Regions from separate parts of the Mus musculus genome. Here region 1 is linked to region 2. Evidence: chromatin contacts called from public promoter capture Hi-C data. All regions are on one chromosome and are shown on one strand. The core of a region is the stretch at or near the end of the contact, and the rest is flanking DNA. Distances in the headings are between cores, read along the strand shown. Region 1 holds the start of Tut4 (terminal uridylyl transferase 4). Region 2 holds the start of Lrrc42 (leucine rich repeat containing 42).

What was found. Promoter capture Hi-C pulls out the DNA fragments that hold promoters and counts their contacts.
Region 1: a promoter capture Hi-C map of pre-B cells shows a contact between it and region 2, with 4 times the contacts expected there. The contact joins the promoter of Tut4 here to the promoter of Lrrc42 in region 2. A contact is called at or near these places in 2 of 39 promoter capture datasets (the 3T3-L1 cell line and pre-B cells).

The regions. Positions count from the first base shown.
Region 1 is chr4:108,455,623-108,460,849 of GRCm38.p6, forward strand. It overlaps Tut4 (terminal uridylyl transferase 4), which reads left to right and starts at 3,788. Exons shown (of 31, transcript NM_175472.4): 1 at 3,788-4,017; 2 at 4,395-4,578.
Region 2 is chr4:107,250,656-107,255,786 of GRCm38.p6, forward strand. Lrrc42 (leucine rich repeat containing 42) reads right to left here and starts at 2,878. Exons shown (of 8, transcript NM_029985.2): 1 at 2,620-2,878. Hspb11 (heat shock protein family B (small), member 11) reads left to right here and starts at 3,248. Exons shown (of 6, transcript NM_028394.3): 1 at 3,248-3,340.

The DNA of each region.
Region 1 (5,227 bases), core at 2,538-5,037, 1.2 Mb after region 2:
CACCAAATTGACCTTATATTCACTGATAGGGTTTATTTTATTTTAATAAGTTTTCGTTCTGGGTAGGATTTGGTTGTCCTTCAGTGGTTCACAAATTTAGATGCTTTGCTCCCGGTAAGGCAGTGTGATACCAGATGGAACCTTTGGGGAGGAGAGGGTGGGTTTGAAAGATGCCTCACAGGTAAGAGTGCTTCCTGTGAAAGTAAGGGGACAGAGTTCAAATCTCCAAGAGCCATTTGCAAGTCAGGCAAGGCCTTAAGTGATTCTACAATTAAGGAGTAGAGAGAGCAAAAGAGAGATCCTGGGAGCTCACTGGCCAGCCAGGTTCAGTGAGAGACCCCATCTCAAAAAATAGGGTAGGAGATTGAGGAAGACTCCCAGTGCCCTTGTCTGGCCTCTGTATGTAAGCAGGCACACAGGCAGACTGAGCAGTCCCTGCCTTTGTCCCCCAACAATTTAATTTGAAAAAGGAGGTTGGGCCTAGTGAAAGATCAGTAGCATTAAAGGAAGTGGTTTTCTGCTAGGGCTGTTAGAAATGCCCGAGCCTAGTCCTATTTCTGGATGGAGCTAGGAAAGCCTGTTCTCTTACATAATTTTCTGCCACCATGTGACACTATGTCTCACCTCAACAGAGGCCTAAACCATCATCAGATCTTGAACTTTGAACCTCAAAATTGTGAGCCAAGTAACCCCCTTCCCCCAGAGATAGAGAGTAAACACCGGGACTTTGAGCATACTGGGCAAGCAGTCTGATATTGAACTACACTCCAAACCCTAAACCTCCTTTCTACATAAGTAAGCTACTTCTGGTATGTCATTTTATTAATAGAAGCTGAATAACATAGCCCCATTATCTAAGAAGATAACAGATAAAAGTATCGGTTCACTAGATAATTCTACTTCTCATTTTGTAGACAGAATCAAACTTTAGCTGGAAGAAAATTTCACCTTTTAGGATGAAGCAGAGTTCCTGGGACATCTAGATGGGAAGTCTAAATTTAAGGCCTTAACTACAACCATGGGACTGTTCCTGAAAGTATTACAGGTTCTCTGAGTATTTTCACAGAGCAGCCTGGGATTTGTAATTTTTTCAGTACTCTGTAGTTCAAAGCAAAGAACATAGACCTGGCATTCAGGTTCTGTCTTTGATATATTTAATGAATGCTGGCATTGGTTAAACCCTGTATTTCCTCATTCTTCCTGTCAGAATACCAGAATTATCTAGTTGTAATGATAAATAGGAGTATGGCAGCCCAAGCATTCAACTCAGCAAATATGGAGGCAGTGCAATACAAATATAAGTATTTGTGCTTAAGATTATAATCTATTGGTGACCGACAGGTAAAATAATTGGGATCCAGAGATTGGAGAGAGTGTGATGTTTGTGTGATCAGATTTAGTAAAGGACACAAGAATAAAGGGGTACGGCAGTACATACCTGTGATCCTAAGACTTGGAGTTCAAGGTCATCCTCAGCTACATGGCTAGCTGGAGGCCAGCTTGAGCTACCAGAGAGCCCGTCTTAAGCAATAACAACAACTAAATAAGAGTTGGATCTTGAAAAATAGGAAAAGGGAGTTATCTGGAGACACAGGACTTTCTCATCTGGCTGAAGCTTTCTTGTAGACTCAATATTTTCATACTGTAGACTAAATGTTGTCTGCTGAATCATAAACATGTGTTTGGCACAAAACAGGTAATCCTTGAAGGTCTAGGGTCTATCTCTTCTGATGGAGGCTCGCCCACATAGAATTTATCACATTCTCTAGTGTATTTGCCTAACTCTTTGTTAATATGCTCTATTTTTTTTTTTTTTTGAGACAGGGTTTCTCTGTATAGTCATATGCTCTATTGACTACAGGTTAATAAAACTACCTTCCTTGCTCAACAGTGAGATTTCTGAACAGCAGTCTGTGTAGTTTGTCTAGGCACTGAACTATGATTTGCTTATACTAAGTAATCAGGAGTTCAGTTGAATTTGGTCCAATGACATTAATATCAGTGAGGAGCGTGTTGGTAATCCTTTTAAGTGTGTCTATCAGCTTTACGTTTTCATTATTCTCTTTCCAGCACTGAGGATCAGACTCGGAGCCCTTTACATGCTAGGCAAGTACTGTTACATTGAGCTGCTATCTGCCCAAATCCTGGTTTTTTGAGACAAGGTCTTACTTGGTAGCCCTGGCTGCTTTGTAACTCCTTTTCATATTGGCCAAAAATTCAAAAGATCCACCTACTCCCGCCTTCCTATCCCCTGCTGGGATTAATGGTGTACTCCACCACTCCACCATACAAGTCGTTTATTTATTTAAACATTTTATTAATTCTTTGTGAATTTCACATCATATGCCCCCACCCCACTCTTCTCCCCATTCCTTCATATCTGTCCTCTGCTCTTCCAATCTCCCCCAAACACCACAAAGAAAGAAAGAAGGAAAAGAAACAAAAAAGCCAAAACAAAAAAATGAACATGTTATTGTGGAAGCTATAAGTCTATTTTTTATTTTTAAAGAGATCAAGGCAAAGACAGGCGGCTTTCTGAGTTCGAGGCCAGCCTGGGCTACAGAGTCTGGCTTTGACCTGGTGATCATCCTGCCCCAGCTTCCAGAATGCTGATATTACAGCTGTAATCTACCACACCTAACATTCGGTTTTCACTTTCATTTCCTCTTCTGTTCTTTACCTTATCTCTCTGAAGTTTGGACACATTTAAAAATGTTTCAGATGAGGCAACTCTGGATTTTTTATTAGTTTGATAATCGCCCCAAGCTGGAAGGGTTGACTGGCTACCCTCTATCCACAGCTCCTGGGTCTGCTGGAGTCAGAGACAGGGGGAAGGGGATTGTCAGAGCATATTTTCTCCTCTGCAAATGGAAGCCATAGTATCTATTGTCACAAGATCATTATGAAGATTAGGTGGTTAAGTGTATGAAGCCTCCTCAGCTCGATGCCTAGAAGTAAGTTGGCAATGCTTGGTCCCTTCTCACTAAGCTTGTTCAGCTTTGGGGATTCTGACGGACATATCATGTGAGAGGTGTTTAGTTCTGGGATGTAGCAGGAAGTCGATGAACTCTGCAGAGACAATTGCCTCTCTGTAGCCTCTTAGCAGCTCTGGTCTGTGAGTCACAAGAAAATTTGTCATTACCTTGTAAATATTTAAGATTCAGCTGCTTCCCTTTATAAAACCCCACGTTTAGTGCCATACACTTTTTCTGCCTAGTAAATATCCACCTCAAGGACTGCAGTTGTGTGATTTGACCAGCTCTGAGTGAAGTAGGAGACTGGTCAAATAATAATCTCGAGGCTTGAGGGCGGGGGGGGGGGGTGTCATTAAAATAAACTAACAAAGCCTTCTAGTCTTCCATGAGTGTAAATTTAAATGAGAGGAAGCTAACACATTTAAAAAAAAAAAAGGAGGAAGGAGGGAAGCCGTTCTTGGTAGTTGTTTCTATGCCCACCTGAAACTAAAGAAATGGTTTTCGAACTATTTCTCAAGATTTCTCTGCTTTGTTAGTCCTGAGGTGATGCAAAACTGGACTGGATGCAAGGGTGAAGGGGTGGGGGGCTCCCTCCTGCTAGCTGCTCGACAGTGCTCAGAAGTCAGGAATGGTCGCGGAGGATTCAAGAAATGCGTGGGCTGTCGGACAGTGACAAGCCCGAGCCTGCACATCTACGGCCTCTCCCTGGGGCACAGCTAGGCAACCTGCCCCCTTTCCCGCCCGGGGGCCTCAGGCAAGGCGCCCGCAGCCAGGGAGCCTGACGTGAGAAGCGCGACGGTGCACGCGACCCTAAGCTCGCCGGCGTCCTCGCGCCGCTTCCCGGCGTCGGCGTGCTGGACCGCAGGACCCTCTCTCTCTCTTTCTCTCTCCCTGCAGGCCCGCTCCAGCCAGCGAGCCGCGGGTAGCTCCGACCCTTTCCCTCCCTCCCTCCCTTCCTCTCTCCCTCGGGGGCCCGCCCGCCCCCAGCTCGGGCGCCGATCGGAGCCCGCGCGCGCTCGCCCGCTCTCCCTCCTCAGCGCGGGTGTGTGCGCGCCGTCCTCCCACCTCCATCCCCTCCTCATTGTTTCCGGGCGACCGCCACGAGCCCCGGAACGAAGCCCCTCCCCCCACGCCCCCCGGTCTACCCCCTCCTCCGCCGAGGTTTGACGGGTGCTTGGGGGGGATCCCCAGAATTAAAGAAGAGGGAGCCCCTGAACCCAGCTCTGGGAGGCTCTGCTCCCCGCCTCCGAGGCTATCTCCTCCCATCCCAATCGGGATCCCAGGCTGGGGAGAGCCTCCGACTCCCCTCCCCCCTCGGCCGGGCGCCACTCTCCCTCAGCCCCCTCCCCTCAGCGGGTCCTCCTCTTTCTCTCGCTCCCTCCTCCTCCCCCTCCCCGTCCCTTCCCCCCCACAATGCAGTTCGCGGCGCGGCGGACATGGCGGTGGAGTCCTGAGCTCGTCGTGTCCTGGCCTCCATCGGCGGCGGCGACGGCGGCGGCGGCGACGGCGACGGGGGCGGCAGCGGCGGCGGGAGGCGGAGGGGGAGCCGGAGCCTCTGAGATGAGGAGGCGTCGCGCGCGCCTGTAGCTCGCGGGCTTCTCAGGTACGGGGCTGCGGGCCGCCGCGCTGCGCGGGCTGCCGAGGGGGTGTGCTCGGCCGCTGAGCCCGGGGGCCCCCAGCTTGTCCCCTTCAGGTGCGGCGCCTCGCAGGTGTCCGCGCCGCCGGAGCGCGTCTCCGCCGCCCCCTCGGGGCCTGGCACTTCCTCCTGGGCTGGAACTGGCTTCTGGTGTCCCAGGGGAAAGCCGAGGGAAGGAGGGAAGTCGAGAAGGCGGCCTGGGCGGCCTGAGGAGGGCTTTGGGGGGCCGACCTTAGGGAAAGCTGGGGCGCCCGTCCGGCCACCGAAACCTGTTGTAGACGGGGTAGGAGTATCTGAGTTAACGGGATTGGTCTAGCCTTCGCTTAGATCCAGTGCGTGTTTGTCTGTATTGTGTGCCTTTCTTTCACCCTGTGTATGTGTATGTATATATACACTTGTAAACACACACACACACAGCGTGTCCTCCCCGCCATCCCCCGGGCTTGTCCTTGTCGGGAGGGAGCAGAGGTAGGTTTGTGTGGATTTCGTTTCCTGCTCACCCGCCGTCTCTGTCCCCCGCCCCCCAGTCGAGAGGTGCTGGTACTGCGCGCTTTTGACGTGGGTAACTGTGAGATTCGTATTTGTAAACAGACAGCACTTCCCCAGTGTGTCGCAC
Region 2 (5,131 bases), core at 1,628-4,127:
AGTATGATTCCATCCAGCAGAGGGCACAAGTAGCGTGGGACCAGAGTCTGGATGCTAATCCCTTACTCTGCCCCTCCTGGCAACTTTACCCTTCAAAAACAGGGGCACAGTGAGGACTAAATCACATCTTCAGACTACTTATCAAACAGTATTCTCTTTTTAAATGATGTAAAAATTCAGTATTTACTGAAGAGTATATCTACATCATTTGTCCAGGCAATAATCCAAGGCTTTGCTTTCTTCAGTTATTTGAAGAACTACTCTTAATTTAGGGAATCATGCATGGTAACCTTTTTTTTTTTTTTAAAACATCCTGCATTCTTCCAATAAAGTACTTCCTGAAGTTTGTAATGTACTATAAAATGATCTAAGGATTAAATGAATGTCTGAACTTTCAACTTTAAGAACCATAAAGGGTAAAGCTTCTCTCCTGGATATTGCTTGCCCGTCACTATTATTCATGTTGGCCTCTACAAACTGGCCCCTTAAAAGACAAGAGCCTTTTCTTGCCTGGGGGTGTGAAGGTTGGAAGTGCTCTTTTAAACTGGAAAGTTAAGATAACATGTATCTGCAAGATAACAATGTTCAGTGTAGATCTCTTGCAGCTATGGGTCAGATTAACAGAGTGACTGGCTGACTGGCGGTGTTCTAGCCCACTACAGAGAAACAGCTCTGTGATCTACCTAAGCATTACAAAGCATTAAAAATGTACAGCAGTGCATTCACATTACATTAGTGAAGCTAAAGTTAGCACAAAGCATATCATTTCTTCAAATAAATGAAATATAACCTTGGTACATTAAAAATTCAGTTCTGTAAAACATCTTTAAATGAGAGAAGGATAAAATAATTGACAACCAAACATAAGTTTTAAAACCTTGAATCCAGCTTCCAAGCAAAAAGCATAAAATTATTCCAGACAAAGAGAGGAAAGAGGAGAGAGGCATCAGGGTAATAGTGCTAAAACTGTGAGCTGAGCCTATGGTTCAGGAAAAAAAATACCAAAACCAAAAATCAGAAAGAACACCTAACCTTAATAAATCAGTCTTCTAAGAATAAGTAGGCCAAAATAATGATCAACAATAATGATTCCAGATGTGACTGAAAGCTACCATTTTTTATATACCTACAAGCTAACAAGCACTGTAAGGTACAACATAAAATGATGTCATGCAATCACTGATCCTATGAGGTCAGTATTGCCACTTTATGGATGAAGAGCCTCAGAGAAATGAAGGAACTTAAGGCTCACAACTCCTAAGTGAGAGAGCCTGAATTCAATCACAGGTCTGTGTAATTCCAAAGCACAAGATCTTCCCACTTGTATCTCAAGAATAAAAATACAACATCAGCCTTAAAAATATTCTTAAAACACTCAAAATTAACATCACCGGCCATTTGATCTCTCTGGAACTCACAATGGCTCAAACTGGGAGTTAAGAGGGCAGGGACTATAGTAAAAAACAGTGGTCATCTGAGGAAGAGTGGGTGGAAACAGAACCAGGGCTCACTCAAGGATGAAGCGCTCCCCCTTCACTCTGCCAGGGCAGAAATCCGCCATATCCACACACCAGGAAAACATCTGTCAACCCACTACCTTCATCTCAAGACTGCAGACACCTTTGGCTCATTTGAAAATGTAGTGGTTTTTAAAGACTTTTTCTTAACATAGGAAGAAATCCGAAGAGAAAGTAGTTCCAAAGTATCTCTAACCAACTAACAATCCATCTTCATTGTTCTGTGTCACCGCCATTATTCAATTTCCCACTACTTCTTTTTTCCCTGTAACTTGCCACTTCCCTACCTGCCTTCTCCCCCAAACTGCAGAAACTCATGTCCTATCCGGGCCCATACTTTGTCCAAGAGCAAGCTAATCTCTCCCACATCTTGATAGTTTTACCCACTCTTTAGCTTTTCAAACAGAAAAAATTTCAGTCCCCCACCCCCCAAATTCTAACCTTCCCCATTCACTCCCAGATCTTCTACCCATCTTCCTCACATCCCAGACTCTCCCGTGCCCCTCAAAAGACTCAACCCCGCCTCCACCTGTCTTCTAGCGACCCGTCTCCAGCCCCCATCCTTCTCTCCCTCCTCACGAGTCTTCCTCTCACCATCGAGGTTCCTCTTAGCACCCTAGTCTCCCCATCTCTTTCCCGGTTTTGCGTCCTCAACCTTCAGATTCCCCTTTCTTCACGCCTCACTATCTCCAACTTCCCAATCCACGGCCTCAACTAGTTTCTTCCCTGCCCCCCCCCGCCCCACCCCTCCCCCTATTCCAACCCTAGCTCCTTCCCTTGGTGCACTCCTCAACCCCTTTTCTTTCCCCCTTTCCCGGCACTCCCACCCAAGCTTCTCCCCAAGTCCACCTAAGCTAAATCCGCTCCCTCTCCCGCCCAGAACCCTAAATTCTCACACACCCTCAGTCTAACCCGGGACGCCGCGGACCCCACCCTTAAGCCCACCTCAGGCACCCCTACCTCTTCATCCTCCCACCCCTCCCACCGCGAGCTCTACCTCGTCCCTAGGGCCTTTCCCCTCCCCCAGCCCCTCACACTCCGCCCCCGCACCCACGCGCTGCCTGAGGCTCGGCGAGCGGCCCGGCCCGCGGCCGCCACCTACCTGTGCCCCTGCCCGGGGCAGCGAGCGGCTGCACCTCACTGGCGGCTCCTTCCTCCACTGAGCGGCTGACCGGGAAGCGGCTCGGCAACCTAGGCCACAAAGCCCGTGAGGGTGGGACACACACAGAGGGTGGCAAGAGGGAGGGGCTGGGGGCGACCTGGCGCCGCGGGACTGAGGTACCAGCAGGGAGGGGTGGGGGGGGAAAAGAACTCGGCTGGGTAGGCGCGCGTGCGCGGGGCCGGCATGAGGGGCGTGGTCTGATCTGGAGTGGGCGGGGCATGTGGCGGGGCGGGGCCGGGAGTGGGTTGGGACAGCCGAGCTGAGAAAGCCGGGCGGTCGCAGGAAGGGTGAAAGGGGCGGGGCGGGGCCGTGCGTGTGCGTGCCCGCGCGAGGGCATGTCCCCCGAGATCTCTTGGAGGCCCCCCCACCTCCCCGAGGCAATGCAATGTAAAGGTAGTCCTGAGGAAAGACGCGCAAGTGAGGTGGCGCTTCTAGGCGGAGCCCCTGCCAGGAGAGGGCGGGGCGGGGCTGCGCAGGGCGCGCGCCTGGGAACTCCTCTGAGGCTGAGGCGGGGCGGGAGCGAAGCGAAGCGAGGCGGGGCGGGGCCAGGGCCGGGCGGGGCGTGACGGGCGGGGATCGCGAGCGGACCCGGTCCTTTCGCGGAGCTACCCAAGGCCCAGGCGAGCGGGTCCGTGCAGCACGGTGGGCGGGCACCGAAGAGGTGGGAGCCCGGTGGCGAGGCCGGCGGAGGGTTGCGGGCGGGAAGGAACCGGTTGTGAGGAGACGCGCGGCGGGTGACCGCGGGTGGAGCAGCGATGTCGCTGGGAGAGAACAGAGTGATTAGGGCCTGGCCTCTCTCTAGGCCCCCCTCCCCAAGAACTTTTAGTGCCCTGAAATGATGCTTTGACCCTCAGAAGGAAGAACAATTACAAATGACAGTTAATATGCCAAACGTAACACATTATCAGCACGGTCCAACCTCAAACAGGAATAATATTTAAAGTCAATGTGGGTGCATTTACGTTATTTGAAATTATTTGAGTCTTGGAGGTGAGAGGACTGTGTCCGGGCTGCCATTATGGGAGAAAGAGAATGACCGGTTTTAAATTTACACCAGAGCTACCAGTGGATGCTGTAGGAAAGGATTTGGGGCAGGCAGATGTAAGAGCACACAGACCCAAAGGTGCTGGTCAAGGAGAAAATCAACCCAGGACGTGACCCAGAGGTTTTCTGAAAGAAGTACCAGAAAGGGCTACACTGTATATTTAAAGAGAAAATCAATGGCCCTGGGAAAGGGTAGGGAATCCACCGTCCCTGTCTGTAAAACCCAGAAGGATGGATGGTGTCCTAGAGCCTACTACCACTTTGGTAGAGAGTCCCTGAGGGTATTCATCCTCGCTTAGATCAAGCATTGCCTCTCAAACCTCCATCTTGGAGCTGTGTGGAAACATGTCTGCTGGGTGGTTTTATGGGTTTCTTGGGATTGGTTTGCCTCTTTCTCATTAACTGCAACAAAACCTTAATGAAAGCCAAATCTCTGCCCCTGGTTTTAAAGAACAGATATTGGTAGTTCAGGTATATTCATTTTTTATTAAAGTGCTTTATATTCACTGTATTAAAGTGCTTGTTTGCTTTTTCCTTAGATCATTTAAGAATAAGGTAAAAAAAAACCTGAAAATTTGAAGAGAACACACTGTATCTTATTCATCTACTATATACATAGATATGAGAACATTTCCCTAGATGGTAACTCTTTTATTTATTTTGGTTTTTTGAGAGCAGGTCTATTCTAGCCCAGGAAAACCTTAAACTCACTTCTAATCCTCCAGCCTTGACCTACACAGTATATGGGGCATCACCCCTGACTTGTAATTTTTTTGAAAATGTATTATGCTCCCTTATACATTATTTATCCACATGAGATATATATCCTGTATTTACCTGTTTTGAGACATTCACACCAATTTTGATAGTAAAACTAGAAAATATAAAAACACCACAATTTTGTCAACCTTTTGCAGGGGATGTACATCTTTAATGTATGCATAACTGGAGGGGGCACTGGAAGTTTTAAAAAATGTTTATTACATTTATTCATTTGGAGGAGCATGCTTATGAGTTGGTTTTTTTTTTTTTTAATCTGCCCCGAACAGTATGGACCTTAATCATGTCTTTGAGAGGTTCTGAACTGAGCACCGTACTCTAGGTGTGAATCACATTGTTAGCACCCAGCCACTAGTTGTGTGTGTGTGTGTGTGTGTGTGTGTGTGTGTGTGTGATCAGCTTGCTGTATCAGCATTATAAGTGCCTGGGCCCTTAGTACCCGTGGACCCCTTACTGATGGAATGTGCTACCTCTTTAACTTCTTAAGTTGCGTTTTTATTGGCTGTTGGGTATCAGGCCTGGGGCCCATGCCTGCCCAGTGTCACTTTCCCATTGTCTACACCTTCAGCCTAACTTTTAGTAAATCTAAAATAATACTTTTTTTTTTTTTAAATAACACTTTTAAATT